Linked DNA regions of Sus scrofa: all the other regions are linked to region 1. Evidence: chromatin contacts called from public targeted proximity ligation data. All regions are on one chromosome and are shown on one strand. The core of a region is the stretch at or near the end of the contact, and the rest is flanking DNA. Distances in the headings are between cores, read along the strand shown.

Evidence for each region.
Region 2: a targeted proximity ligation map of skeletal muscle shows a contact between it and region 1. A contact is called at or near these places in 2 of 5 promoter capture datasets (fetal liver and liver), 15 of 47 Hi-C or Micro-C datasets (embryonic fibroblasts, fetal liver, liver and 6 more) and 2 of 2 datasets of targeted methods (alveolar macrophages and skeletal muscle).
Region 3: a contact with region 1 is called in a targeted proximity ligation map of skeletal muscle. A contact is called at or near these places in 2 of 47 Hi-C or Micro-C datasets (liver and skeletal muscle) and 2 of 2 datasets of targeted methods (alveolar macrophages and skeletal muscle).

Annotation. Positions count from the first base shown.
Region 1 is chr4:18,958,064-18,960,991 of Sscrofa11.1, forward strand. No RefSeq gene overlaps it. Among named protein-coding and RNA genes, the nearest start is that of COL14A1, 34 kb to the left of the region's middle.
Region 2 is chr4:19,129,902-19,132,829 of Sscrofa11.1, forward strand. The region is part of intron 4 of DEPTOR (DEP domain-containing mTOR-interacting protein); the gene reads right to left. Among named protein-coding and RNA genes, the nearest start is that of DSCC1, 30 kb to the right of the region's middle.
Region 3 is chr4:19,103,969-19,106,896 of Sscrofa11.1, forward strand. All of the region lies in intron 4 of DEPTOR (DEP domain-containing mTOR-interacting protein), which reads right to left. Among named protein-coding and RNA genes, the nearest start is that of DSCC1, 56 kb to the right of the region's middle.

The DNA.
Region 1 (2,928 bases), core at 163-2,662:
TTCATATTCTTCTCCATTATGGTTCATTACAGGATGTTGACTCTAGTTCCCTGTGCTGTACAGTAGGACCTTGGTGTTTATCCATCCTACATATAATAGTTTACATATGCTAATCCCAAACTCCCAATCATTCCTTCCTCCACCATCTCCCTTGACAACCACAAGTCTGTTCTCTACATCTGTGAGTCTGTTTCTGTTTTGTAGATATGTTCATTTGCGTCTTATTTGAGGTTCCACACATAAGTGACACCATTATGGTATTTGTCTTTCTGACTTCACTTAGTATGATAATCTCTAGGCCTATTCATATTGCTGCAAATGGCATTATGTCATTCTTTTTAATGTCTAAGTAATATTCCATTGTATATATGTACCACAGCTTCCTTATCCATTCATCTGTTAATAGACATTTAGGTTGTTTCCATGTCTTGTAAATAGTGCTGCTATCAACACAGGGGTGCATGGATCTTTTTGAACTATAGTCTTGTGTGGATCTGTGCCCAGAAGTAGGATTGCTGGATCATACATATGTACCGCATCTTCTTGATCCATTCCCCTTTTGACCAACACTGAGGTTCTTTCCTACCTTGGCTGTTGTGAAGAATGCAAGGCAGTGCCCTGTGCAGAGAGCCCACAGTGGAGAGGGCTCAGCTGAGAGCAACTGGCCATCAGCACTCCAGCAGCTGGGCAATTGAGTGCCTCAGTCTGGAAGGGTCCACAAGCAAGCCCTCTATATTTGAATGAGAAGTTCAAAAAGAGAAGCACCCACTGTGGCTCAGCAGGTTAAGAACCCAACGAGTATCCTTGAAGATGTGGGTTCAATCCCTGGCCTCACTCAGTGGGTTAAGGATCCAGCATTGCCGTGAGCTGCAGTGTAGGTCATAGATGGGGCTCAGATCTGGCAATGCTGTGGCTGTGGTGTAGGCTGGCGGCTGTAGTTCTGATTCAACCCCTAGGCTGGAGACTTCCATATGCCACAGGTGCAGCCCTAAAAGGCCAAAAAAAAAAATCAAAAAGAAAGTCTTGAACAATGAATGAAGTGATAGGAAACATTTGAAAAGACACAAGAATAAAATGGGACAGCCAATACATACACTGACCATAGATGGGCACCGAAATGATTCTGTCAACTACCAGTAATTTGTTTCATTACTCTGAACTCTGGGCCAAGGTGAGCTGTGTTGATGTTTCATTAGCTACTTCTGAACCAGATGTCCATGCCTATTTGTGTATTCAGATACTGTTTATTTCCAAGCATTTCTTTTGACTGGGCCAGATACGTTAAGCTCAGCAGGAGAGAATTTACCTATGAATAGCCTGTGTGGAATCTCCCATTTATAATGTGGTATTCCAATAAGTGAGTATGGCTTCCAGAATGTTCAGCCTAGCTGGCAGGTTCAAAAGGGCAAGGCTTGCCAGCAACATTCCTCCTGCTCAGCACCGTGGCAAGGACAGCCCATCCACTCAAAAAGGGTCTGGGCTGAGCTCTTGGTTAATTATTAGAGTTGAGACTGCTGTTTTCTGGAAGGTATAGAGGACTCTGGGGCTGAAGAGCTCTCTCCAGTAAACACTGTGTTCCCTGTAACGGCGAGGGCTCCACTGCGAAATCGTATTCCGTTGGGCTTCACTCTCCCTCCTGCTGTGCTGAGTTCCTTCTTTGGTGGGAGCTCTCAGTCACCCAGTCAGCCTTCCACACGCTTATCCACTCCTTTTTCTCCAAGGGAAGGGCTGGACGGGGGGCAAGGGGACGGCTGGTGAATTTTAGCCACCGTGGGACCCTCTGCAAGGTGGAGAGGATTATCCCAGGGTGGCCTCAGGTAGCATCTCTCTTCCAAGTTTCATCATAAATGCTGGTGCTTTCCAACAACAGAGCTGAAACAGGAGCCAGTGGCAGTGGAATCCCTGGGACCTTGGCCAAGCTGGGATGGAAGGAAAGGCTGCCTCTGGCATCCTCTCTCTCAACCCTTTTCTATGGAGTCCTCCCTTTGCTTTCGTTCCTCCAACTGCCCCTTTAAAGTCAAGGTGCCCAGTCCAGTGCCTTTGTGGTTCTGCCTGTGGCTTTAGGTGGGGTAAATTCACTTCATTTGAGAGGTTCAAGGGGTTCATAGGGACAGCACGCCTTGGGCCTTCCATGTCTCTAATAGACTATTATATGCCAGACTATAATGGGATAGAACAATCTACTTTATGAAAGTGGATGGTGAAGGGTTTCCAGGGTTGCTGAGTTCATGGTTTAACCCATTCCCAGGTAGCTCCTCCATCAAACAGCTTTGTTTGAGATCACATGTGTTTTATTAAATAGTTCTTTTTGTTTGCCTGTTTGTTTGTTTGCTTTTTAGGCATGCACTCACGGCACATGGAAGTTCCCAGTCTAGGGGTCGAATCAGAGCCACAGCCACAGCAACTCGGGATCCGAGCCATTTCTGCGACCTACACTGCTGCTTGCCATGATGCTGGATGCTTAACCCACTGAGCCAGGCCAGGGATCAAACCAACATCCTCATGGATTCTAGTCGGGTTTATTGCCACCTAGCCACGATGGGAACTCCCTAAATAGCTGTGTTTTATGTTCTCGTGCTGCCAGCGGAGTTGGCAGCAGGCACTCTCTAAGGCTGTCAGAGCGGATATATACGGTTTTGTCTCCCAGAATAATTTTTCCCTTTGGGGAAATGCTGTTCCAAACTACTGGGACTATTAATTAATGGCACGCCTATGTCTTTGACACAAGAAAGGCGTGTGGCCCAAGGTGAGCCAATGGTAGCAGTGCATGCTTTTGTTCACACAGATCGGTCCAGGGATGGTCAGGTGATACAGGCCAGCCTACTCGAAATTCTGGGGCAGGATATTTCACACCAGAGCAGATGGAAAAGCATCTTTTCCTCTCTGATTGGTAATCGTAAGAATTTGAGCTGGACCTTCTGGCAGTCA
Region 2 (2,928 bases), core at 165-2,664, 170 kb after region 1:
ACCTGGATAGAGGGGCTCTTGGAGAAGAAAACATTTGCCCTGTGAGATACCTACTTCACTTAAATAATCCTTCTGGTATGGGAGGCAGTTCAGGTCATAGAGATAAGGTATGATTCTCAATGCCTTATGGTGAAATATTGAAAAATGTCTTCATTCTAGTAAATGCAGTTTGTTTGAGGGTTTTTTTTGTTTTTTGTTTTTGTTTTTTTTTTTTTTGGCTGCACTAACATCATGTGGAGGTTCCTGGGCCAGGGACCGAACCTACGCCACAGCAGTGACCCAAGCCACAGCAGTGACCATGCCAGATCCTTTTAACTGCTAGGCCACCAGGGAACTCCCCAGCAAATGTAGTTTTAAGTGACACACTGAAGAGCTAACGTTTAACCTTTGAACCCATCTCTGAATAGACTACCAAATAGGTTTTTTTGGTTTTTGCTTTTTAGGGCCACACCCATAGCATATGGAAGTTCCCAGGCTAGGGATCGAATAGGAGCTGCATCTGCTGGCCAATGCCACAGAACATGGAATCTGAGCCTCGTCTTCGACCTCCACTTGCATCCTCATGGATACTAGTCAGATTCGTGTCCACTGCACCACAATGGGGACTCCTACCAAATAGTTTTAAATTCCTTTGTTACACATTGGATTATAATCTCTACGAAGGCCTATCTCCCGGAGTACCCTGAACAACGTGATTTAATACCTATTGCTACGCTCTATCAAGAATAGCATTTTTGGGAGTTCCCTTTGTGGCACAGTGGTTAACGAACCTGACTAGCATCCATGAGATGTGAGTTCGATCCCTGGCCTTGCTCAGTGGGTTAAGGATCTGGCGTTGCTGTGAGCTGTGGTGTAGGCTGCAGATGTGGCTCAGATCCCACATTGCTGTGGCTGTGGCATGAGCCAGCGGTTGTAGCTCTGATTTGACCCCTAGCCTGGGAACTTCCATATGCTGCACATACAGCCCTAAAAAGCCAAAAAAAAAAAAAAAAAAAATAGCATTTTTGACTACAAAGTAAAACAAACTGTCATATTTTATTATAGATGGGTGTTCTTTTAAGGACTGCTAGGCTAAATTTCATAATAATTTGTTTTTTCCTCATAAGCCACCAACACAGTCTGCAATGATTTCCCCAAACACATATGAGCCTCCAAAAGTCTGACTGTGGCACTGGTGGCGACCATGTCCTCACCACCCAAACACTGAGAAGCCCACAAAGAAGGGATAGGGTCCTAGCCCCTGGAAGTTTTCTCTGGTAGAGGCTGGAAGGTCAGCCGAGGAGCATTCGTTGGGGAGGAGGCACAATATCAGAGAGCTGAAAATGTCCAGATAATCCCCAAATTCTCACAGTGTTCAAACTCCTCCCTGAGTAAACATTCTTCCAGAACTGCTGACAGACAGCCAAACCAACTTCCTCTCCTTCTCTGTGTTCCTCTTTCAGAAATGAAATTATCTAGAAGCAGAATAACCATCCCAAGTGGAGCTCCAGGAAGGCAACTGAAGAGATTCCCCTCAGGTTTATTAAGCGTGTAAGCAATCAAACAAAATGGGCTGATAAATCCTGTGCGTTGGAAAAGCGGTCTCCGAGGAATTCCTGGCCCTAACCACTGTGCCTCCACTCAAAGGACATAAGTGTAAATTATGATAAAGTCCTGAGTAATCAGACTCTGCTCTCCTTGGCTTCAAGCCCTCCTTAGAGCCAAGTCAGCAAATGGTGAACACGTAGGCAAGTGCATTGGCTCCAAGCCCAGCTTCTTAGATGTCATGGATGTTTCGCGATGGGTTTAACTGGAGCTTCCCCCTTTGGTAGCCAACATAGGCATAAGGAAAAGCATAATTTTATATCACAGTACCTGAGGGCAAAAGGTTCACTGCATCTGGACACATACCACCCATTTTGAAGAATAAAAGGCTAAACTCATGTTGTATTATCCAAGAATAAAACCCTAAGTTTGGGTTTATTCCTAATAGTTATGTTGATGGTAAGATGTGGCACAAAATCAATGCCAAAGTTGCTATTGAAGAGTCCACAGTGCAATAAGATACAAGCTTATCTGGCAAAAACTTGCCTTCTTAATAATCCAAGGTAGCTTCAATTTCTGGAGAAAAGAGGGAAAACAATGACAAAATATATTGAAACGCATGACCTTCCTTAGTTACGTAAGTAAAGAACATTTTGCAGCTTTCCCAGAAAGTCTGCATCTTAATTATTCTTCAAGCGGCGTTGCTTAAACAAAGAGATAACTTTTATACAGCTTTGGCCGGGAGCCTTTCTGGGTGGAGGTGTTACTTGGAAAGACATCAAAACCCAAGTGATGCAAAAGGCATTCTCTGTTATTTGAACCTGAGCCACCTGCCATTTTAGTCACATTTAAAAAAAATTTTTTTTTTTAATTCAAGTGTAGTTGATTTACAATGTTGTGCCAATGTCTGCTGTATAGTCATATGTTAAGGTCTTGATTTTACTTCTATTACTGAGCACACCTGGGGCATCTCTTCCAATTCATAGGGTGGTGAGGTGTGGAAGGTGAGGGAGGGAGGGTATGGATGACAAACAGGTGATCATCATGATGGGGAGATTTCCAAGGAGCCTTGCTTTGAAAGCGGTACAGTCCAGGTTCAATGCCAATGTCTCTGAGCCTTTCCCACGCTGAATCTTCCTTGTGGCTTTTCTGTGGACATTTTTTTTTTCCTTACTGGAAATATTATAGCCTTATTTGTTTATTCATTTTTACATTTTTTATTAGAGTTGATTTATAATGTTCCTTCAATTTCTGCTGTACAGAAACATGACCCAGCCATACATACACACATTCTGGTTTGTTTGTTTTTTTCCCCATACTCTCTCCCATCATGTTCTAACCCAAGAGACTGGACACAGTTTCCTGGGCAGTACAGGGGGAGCCCATTACTTATCTGTTCTAAAT
Region 3 (2,928 bases), core at 118-2,617, 150 kb after region 1:
GCTCAGTGGGTTAAGGAACCGGCGTTGCCATGAGCTGTGGTGTAGGTTGCAGACACAGCTCGGATCTCTTGTTGCCGTGGCTAGGGCATAGGCTGGTGGCTACAGCTCTGATTAGACCCCTAGCTTGGGAACCTCCATATGCCACGGGTGCGGCCCTAGAAAAGACAAAAAATAAAATAAAATAAAAAATAAAAATCCTCCAGAATTCCAATCTGGAAGGAGAGGGGAGTGAGGAGGCCAGCTCAGCAAAGCCAGAGGGCCAAGGAAAGAGCCCTAAAGCCACATATGAGAGATGGCAAGAGATACCTGCCTCTGGAGCAACCTTCGTTCTTTTTTGTTTGCTTTTTAGGGCTGCACCTAAAAAGGTGGCACATGGACGTTCCCAGGCCAGGGGGTGAATCAGAACTGTAGCTGTAGCTGTAGCTGCCGGCCCACACCACAGCCATAACCATACCGGATCTCCAAACCACTGAGCGAGGCCAGGGATGGAACCTGCATCCTCATGGATACTAGTCGGATTCATGTCTGCTGCGCCACAATGGGAACTCTGCACCTTGGTTCTTCTTCCAAGTTCCATACACCCTAATAATAACCAGAACAGAACCCACCCCTTCAAGTGGCTGTAAAAGCCTGACTGCCCAGATCCAAAGGAGCTTCACCTACCCAGGCTCTAGGGAGCCCTTCAGCCCGACCCCAGGCCTCCTCTCAAACCTCTTCACTGCTCTCTCCCAACCCCAAGCAGGTCCATCTTACAGTCTGGATACACCAGACTCTCTTCCATCATGAGAAGCTGCCCTTACCCTCCATACCTCCACTCAAGACGGAGACCCCTCTGCTCAGAATGTGCCTCCTCCTGCCTGCAATAATTCAAAAACAAATCCTACTGCTCTTCAGCTTAAAAGGCACCTCCACTTCCCAGCCTTCCAAAGCCAGAAAGCAAGCTTCCCTCTGCCTCAGCTTTCCCACCATTTTTTACTGCCACTAGGAAAGCATCCAGCCCCCTGTACCACAATCAGATAAAGTGAAGGATAAGAAGGGATAGTTATTTATTTTTGTAAGTCTAGTGCCTTGCACCTAGTAGAGACAGATCCCCGCTGATGTGAAAAATCAGTTAGTGCCCATGAGGCCCTCTGCCTGCAGGGGCACAGGGCAGGCTCAACTTCTGAATCATATAGTCCTCATCAATCCATACAGAACCACTGGGAAGAGTAATCACCTCTGTTTTAGCTACATTTTCAATACCCCTGGCTGAGGAATTTAAATACAAAACCCATCTTCCCATCATTCATTTCAGACAGCTGGTTCCCAGGCTTTAGATTCAAGGTGGTTCTGTAATATTCTATTCCTGGCCAGCTAACCAGCTGCTGAAATTGCATCAGACCATTTCCTCTTCCAGCGCGAGGAGAACAAACACGTCGGAGTGCAGGGTGTTAATAATCCCTGTGAAATCACCGTCCATCGGAAAAGAAATGCAGAAAATGTTTTTCAAAAAAAAAAAAATAGCTCATAGAAAACTGCAGCAGGTTGCGGGACTGTGGGAACAAAAGGGGGCCAGAAACCACATATTCTCATTGAAAAACAGTGTCATAAATCTCAGCCGAAGTACACAGTTTAATTAAAAAAACACAGCAAGTCGAACGGTGGGGTTGACGGTGTGAGCGTTGTGATTTGGGCAATAGAACTGACATAGATGTGCTTTAAACCAAAGCTATTGTCCCTTCCAGATGTTCAACGGTGGCCAATATCTCTCCCTGGGGCTCAGGGAACTCAGAGAAAATCATTCTTAATCACCCACCCTCGAGAGGCCCCTACTGTAAAAGGATGAGGAAAAAAAAGCAGGAACAAATGAAATCAAACACACTGCATTTCCTTTGCATGTTTGGGTTTATTTTATAATTAACATTTCAAATTATCAAACTAATGCACCCTCCTGGTAGATTAAAAAAAAATTCCAATATATATAACACGAAGCTGGGTATCTGGTGATGAACTCACAATTGTTCAAGCCAGGAGACAGGTGCATGGGGGGTTGCTTCACTGCTGTATTTACTTTGGGATGGGTTTGAAATTTTCCTTGACCCCTACTTTTCAAAGGAACCCAGTGTGAATGGTTGTTTATGCATTCTTGCAAAAATCTATTTATGTCCACATGAATGGCTATATATATTTTTATGAGAAATGGGATCATAATAGACATTTCATGTAGTTTTGCTCCAAGAATATGCTTGAATTCTTTCAGCATGATGAGAACAATAGAATACAGATAGTGATAGGAAGGAGACTATAGAACTGGTTAATGTTTTTGTTGTTACTGTTGTTTGCTTTTTAGGGCTGCACCTGTGGCATACGGACATTTCAACCAGGCTAGGGGTCGATTTGGAGCTGCAGCCTACACCACAGCCAGGGCAACACCAGATCCTTAAGCCACTGAGTGAGGCCAGGGATTGAACCGGAATCCTCATGGATAACTAGTCGGGTTCATAATCCGCTGAGCCACAACAGGAACTCCTGAACTGGTTAATGTAAACAGAGTACGCGTGATTCTGGAGAGCCAGAACAAATTGGTCATTTCAAGAAACCAGAGCCCATAGTCCCATTTTCTCTCTGATAACCACAGCCTTGTCGTACTGAAAGCCTTGTGCATGCGCAGGGCCAGGTTTGCATGCATGCCTGGGTGAGCACGTGTGCACGCGCACACACACAGCAGAATGCTGCAGTAAATCCCCTTCAACACTGGTAATAATAGTAAATGTCCCATCAGGAGGGGGGTAAGCAATGGATCTAGGAATCCGGAACAAAGTCTTGAGCCATAAGTTCTACCCAGAGCCCTTCCAAGTCTCCAGTCAGGTCAGTACTTGTACGATGTGTGTCCTGTCACTGCAATGAATTGAGATGGTAAACACATCCAGGAAGGAAGCATGTTTGATT